Linked DNA regions of Hordeum vulgare: region 2 is linked to region 1. A link is a contact called in public Hi-C data. All regions are on one chromosome and are shown on one strand. Each heading gives the region's core, a stretch centred on a gene start, on an enhancer-like site or on the middle of the called end of the contact. The rest is flanking DNA. Distances are from core to core; before and after follow the strand shown. Region 1 holds the start of LOC123401027 (phenylalanine ammonia-lyase-like). Region 2 has its middle 67 kb from the start of LOC123404696.

Region 1 (2,869 bases), core at 143-2,642:
GATTATAGATATTTTCTTGAACCATGAGAGCTTCCTGCAAGAGATATGTATAGATGATGTGATGTGATCAAACTTATGTGGAGGACCAGACAGCAATTGTTAACCAGTTTCGTCCTAGCTTAGTCGCCAAGCACGTTGAGTTTACCTGGCGGGTTGCTGAGCTGGTCACCACGAGGGTTCGTTGGTACCAACCATAAACATAAATAAAATCCCGGCTATGAATGAAAAAAATAATGTGCACATTGTTCACCAACAGCGCAAAAAATAACAAATTTGTGCATTGCATACATGGATGATGATGAACCGGCTCTTCCCCTTTATAATATTTGCCCATTTCGAAAGGGGGGGTAACATGGAATCTTCATGATTCAACGGCGTTTTTTGTGATGGTCTTGTGAACAGGAGCAATCAATCATTGTATATCAGAGGTTTTTATGCACAAAAGCTCTCTGAAATGCATGTTGCCACATTCTATCATGGGAAAGGAAGCAGACCGTATGCAGCAGTAGTACTACATGCCCTGAACCCTGAATCGCCTTTGCTTTCCTTGCACGCCCTCTTGTTGTTGGCACTTGGCAGCAGGAATCAAATGCGGCAGCTTGACATTACAGCTTTGTGTTTCAGCAGTACTGGCGTGTTTTGAGCCCGTTTTCAGCAACCATGCCATGCGACTGCGAGAGCCTAGCCACCGCCTGATTTGGCTTTGGTGGACAAAACCAGAAACGACTGTGGGTCTGTACTTCGACAGTTCAGACTCTGATTTGGCTTCGCTCGACATAACCAGAAACGACAGCCTGAAGAAGTTGGTCTTGGGTCTGTACTTAACAGTTCAGACTCTGAAAACTGCACAGAGAAGATCCATCGCTTCATCCCGTTGTGTCGAGCCGTTTTCTGTCAGGCTTTTGCATTGCAGCTTCCGTGGAGATCTCCGACCGGCTTCCCATGTAAACCGTGTAGACGGACGGGCCGGGGCCGGGGCGACTGGACCAACTGACCGAGCGACCGACGGTGAGTGCCTCGGCGGAAGCCCACGTCCACACGCGAGCCGAGCCACCAACCCCACCAAACCCAGACCACCACAGGCCACCCACCACGCACGGCACCAACGCACCGTTCCGTCCCGGGCCCCGCACCGCAGCCGCAGCCGCAGCCTCCATCGTGGCGGACGGTTGGACGGCACCGAGGCGGCCACGCCGACGACCCGGCCGGCCAAGCCGAAGCCGGCCGTCGTGGCGCGCATCGGCGCAAGGTTGGCATGGCAGGTCCATCCAAGGGCGATCCGAGACCCAGAGAGTCAGCTCTCCAGCAACCAACCCAAGGAAAAGAGTGATCCCAACAACCCCCCACCCGTCGCCCCCCGCCCGCTATTTAACCTCCCTCCCCCCCTTCCGCCATTCCCCAAGAAGAGCTTAGCTTTCGGTTTCGCCCCAAGCTCTTCTTCCTTCCATCCATCTACAATATAAACGTACGCTAATTACTACGTAGCGCTAGTGGTAGCTTCCCCCACATCTGTCGTGCTTGTACTGCTCCCTGCATTGTTTTTGTTCCATCCGTGTAAGTGTAACCTGCAATGGAGTGCGAGACCGGCCTCGTGGGCTCCCTCAACGGCGATGGCCTCTGCGTCTCTGCCCCCCGCGCCGCCGACCCCCTCAACTGGGTGAAGACCGCCGAGGAGCTCACCGGGAGCCACCTGGACGAGGTCAAGAAGATGGTGGCGCAGTTCCGCGAGCCGCTGGTCACCATCGAGGGCGCCTCCCTCGGGATCGCGCAGGTGGCCGCCGTGGCCGCCGGCGCTGGCGTCGCCAGGGTCGCGCTCGACGAGTCCGCCCGCGGCCGCGTCAAGGAGAGCAGCGACTGGGTCATGACCAGCATGATGAACGGCACCGACAGCTACGGCGTCACCACCGGCTTCGGGGCCACCTCCCACCGACGGACCAAGGAGGGCGGCGCGCTACAGAGAGAGCTCATCAGGTCAGGATCCACAGCAGACCCTTATTTTTTTTCTTCATGCTCTTCAGTTTTGACTTTGAGACATTAATATGTTAGTATTACGGACACCGCGAAAAAAATGCTACTTATTACGGAGGAGATTAAACATTTTAGATTGCGCTGGATGCGCGCGCATGTGCCCTGTTCCGTCGTGTACACGGGATTCCGAAGCCCAAAAGGATTCTTTTTTCTTTTGGTTTTCGGGGAGTTAGATAGGTCGTTGGTGACACTACTACTACCCACCAGCTAACTGGAACTTTTCCTAAAATTAGCTACCGCTCGCCATACGGTCCTTTTACTCGAGGATTTGAACATAAATTCACTACTATTTCCTCTGTTTTAAAATATCTATCTTTTTAAAAAATTAACTAAACTATGTTTATATACATTTACACGTAGTCTGTAATGAAATATCTAGAAAGACAGATATTTAGGAACCGAGGAAGTAGTTTACTTTGTGCAGACCTCAAGTGTTCCCTAAGTATACTACTAGCAAAACGATCAATTGAGCAAGTTATGTTAGCCAGCCAGGTTAGGACGAGCAATTCAGTGAACCGGCACCTCGCCACCAGATCTGTTGAGGATCTAGAGCACTTGACAACATGGTCCACCACGCGCGCGCGCACACACACATCCCACCAGAGCAGGCAGCGCTGCTCTCTGTTCAGCTGGCCATCTCAATCAGGGCCGATGGGGGCGTGCCCGCCTAATCTAATCACTCCACGAAACAAAGTGGCAGCGACAGCTCGGTAGGCACGGAGAGCCCGCCCACCCCAGGGTTGCAGTGTGGGGCTCCCGCCGCCGTGGTCCACCGTTCATCTCTTTTCGCGGCGAGAAGAAAGAAGATGAGCCATTATTCCCTTCTTCACCGACAGCCGGG
Region 2 (2,921 bases), core at 285-2,784, 89 kb before region 1:
TAGGGCTGGGGGATCGCAGTTCTGGCAATCCATTGTGCGGCTCTTGTCGGTCCTGCGGATAGGCTCCTCCATCGACATGGGCAGGGGCAACTCCACTTTATTTTGGTTGGACCGATGGTGCGGCCCCTAGGACTTCGCCTCTCGTTTCCAACCTCCCTTATGCATTTGCACGCAACAATTCATCTCCGTTGCAGGTGCGCTACCCAACCTAGCGTGTATCGCCTTCAGGAGGTCCTTCGGTCCCGCCGAGCGGGACCTCTAGGACGGGTTAGTGCAGTGTGTGGCTTGACACTCTCCGTCCCCGGAGGACAATGTAATCCACTCGCGGCTTGAGCCTAATGGACGGTTCACCACCAAATCTCTATACGAGGCAATCTTGCCAACTCCGGGACCGACCGAACTTAATATCATGTGGGAATTCAAGTTGCCGCTAAAGATTCGTATATTCTTATGGCAGTTTGTGTGTGGCCGGCTCCCATTCGGGATGGAGGTGTTGAAGAGGAACGAACCATCCGATGGGTCGTGTCCTCTGTGCAGGGTCCCAGAGGACTGCAACCACATCTTCTTCACTTGCCCAGCCGCTAGGTTCATGTGGAGTTGTTTGCGGGAGGCGGTTGGGGGCAGTTGGTGCCACGACAACCTGTCCGACATGTTTGTCGAGGTGCTTCGGTCGCACAGCGTCGCTGTGAGACCGACCCTATTGGTTACCATCGGTGCCCTCCTCCGGACCTTATGGAATGTTCGTAATAAGCTTGTGATTGAACATGTTATTCCTCTCCGCGCGACTGATGCAATTTTCAAATTTCTTGGGTGCGTTGGACATTGTGGTGTCTTGTATGCTTTGGCCGAGGCTTTATAATATAAAGCGGGGGGAAATCCTTTTTCGTCAAAATGATTGAGAAACTTTTGCTGCAAGCTAGTGATTATTGAAACTAATTCATTGAAGCTTACCCAAGCTCTTAATGGGGTTATTCAGGTTTGGAGCCCTTACACTACGATTCTGGCTGATTGTTTCCAAATTGTTTTCCGGATTGGTCAAATTTCCTTGCAACACTATCATTTTGAGGCAAATTATGTGACGCACAACCTAGCTGGATATATTATAGAGTCAAATAATTCAGTAGTTTGGGATGGTGATCCTCCTAGATTTACTGTATCTGATATAATGAACGATGTATCCTTGTTCATGATGAAATAAAGTGCGTCATGGAAGACTTTCGCTAAAAAATAATTATAAAAGTGTTCATATCCACAACTGTCAGCCCCACTGATTGTAATTATTGCGAGTTGTCACCTTTTTATACGTTCAAGGACCATACATTTGATTGAGCATTCACGAAATATATATGTATCCATGGTTCCATAGGAGTACTTCGTATGACCTCAGCCCTCATGTAGCCAAATGTATTTACATGGTCTTTCTATGGCCTCATATGATGTGAAGGAGACAACTCTACTCTACGTGGTCCATGGCGTTCACTTGGACGCGAGGTCGCCAGGAATTCTGTGGCCTCTCGTTTGCATGGCCGAGACAGTTTGGACAAGGTGACTGTAGCTTGTAGGTCCTTTGTTTTGTCAACTTGCGTCCAGTAGCTGAACGATAGGAGCAGGACCGTCGCGGATTAAGACCACGAAAAGGATGCAAGAATTATGTCACTCTCTATATCTGTATGTAGTAGGTACGATCTAGTATCTGTACAGTTTCACAAAATTTGCATTGTGCGAAGCCAGTACGTGAAATTGTGGATGCAAATGTTGACAACTTCATGAAATGAACAGTGACTTTCCTGGCAATTCGTGCCCAGTCTTCAGATATCTGTAAATTAGTTCCCAGTGTAGATGCGGATGACTAAAACTCCCGTCTTCTTTAGCTGCCCCATTAAAGTCAAAACTCAGCACGGGACTAAGCCCAGGACTTGACCGAGCGTCTCATGATCTCACATGCTGTGTAGATCACGTGTGGGAGGTGCCGAGGTGAGGGTGTGAACGTTCGACATGATGCTACAGCTCGATATGTGCTACCCACGTCAAGCACTAACCGACGCTAGCTTAACGGCATCTAACACAGATGCAGGAGACCGCAACTCCAACGCTACCCCGGTACATTCGGTCTCCTTCATTTCTCTTACAGCCCGTACATTCACATAACCATATACATAGAATTTAGACGTTGAAATAGCCGCTTACACAGAATATGCACGTTAAAATAGTCGCATGCAGCACTAGTTTAGATTTTAAAAAAGTGTAAATTTTACATTTCAACATTATTGTCTACTTTAACCGCCAACTAATGTTCAATCAAAATTTCATTCAGATACTCATGAGTTGACAGATGGCGAATTTGTCGATGCATTTCAATAAACTCTTTTAATGTGGCTGAATTCTGGTCTAGAAATTCGATAGGATTACCCATGTTCTTAAATTCTAGAGCTGCCGCAACATCGTCACCCTCGTCCTCGGCGATCATGTTGTGCATGATCCCACAACATGTCATCACCTCCCATAAGGTCTTCACATCTCATTGTTTTGCAGGTCCACGAACAAGTGCAAAACGGGTCTGCAGAACTCGAAATGCCCTCTCGACATCTTTTCTAGTTGATTCTTGTCTTTTGGCAAAGTGGGACTTTTTGTGGCCTTATGGGTTAGAGATGTTGCTGGCAGAGGTAGCCCACGAAGGATAGATACCGTCAACCAGATAATAGTCCATGTTGTACACATCTTCATTGACATTATAGTGGCAAGGAGGAGCTTTTCCTTCACGCAGCCTCGCAAACAATAGTGATCGTTGCAGCACATTGATGTCATTGTGAAACCCGAGCATGACAAAGAAATCGTGCCAAATTCAAAGATCACATATGTGATGCAACTGCTTCAAAAATGATGGTGGACTTCTTAACATGACCCTGCTATTGCCCTTGTAA

Evidence for each region. Hi-C and Micro-C count contacts between places; a contact is called where the count stands out from the background.
Region 2: a contact with region 1 is called in a Hi-C map of leaf, with 4 times the contacts expected there. The contact joins the enhancer-like site here to the promoter of LOC123401027 in region 1. A contact is called at or near these places in 4 of 6 Hi-C or Micro-C datasets (leaf and seedling).

Annotation. Positions count from the first base shown.
Region 1 is chr6H:378,326,848-378,329,716 of MorexV3_pseudomolecules_assembly, reverse strand. LOC123401027 (phenylalanine ammonia-lyase-like) reads left to right here and starts at 1,392. Exons shown (of 2, transcript XM_045094742.1): 1 at 1,392-1,971. The coding sequence starts at 1,571.
Region 2 is chr6H:378,415,459-378,418,379 of MorexV3_pseudomolecules_assembly, reverse strand. No RefSeq gene overlaps it. Among protein-coding and RNA genes, the nearest start is that of LOC123404696, 67 kb to the right of the region's middle. Within about 2 kb of position 1,534, at least 2 of the 3 cell types and tissues checked have open chromatin away from gene starts, as enhancers often do. A contact at or near this core is called in leaf, where this site is marked.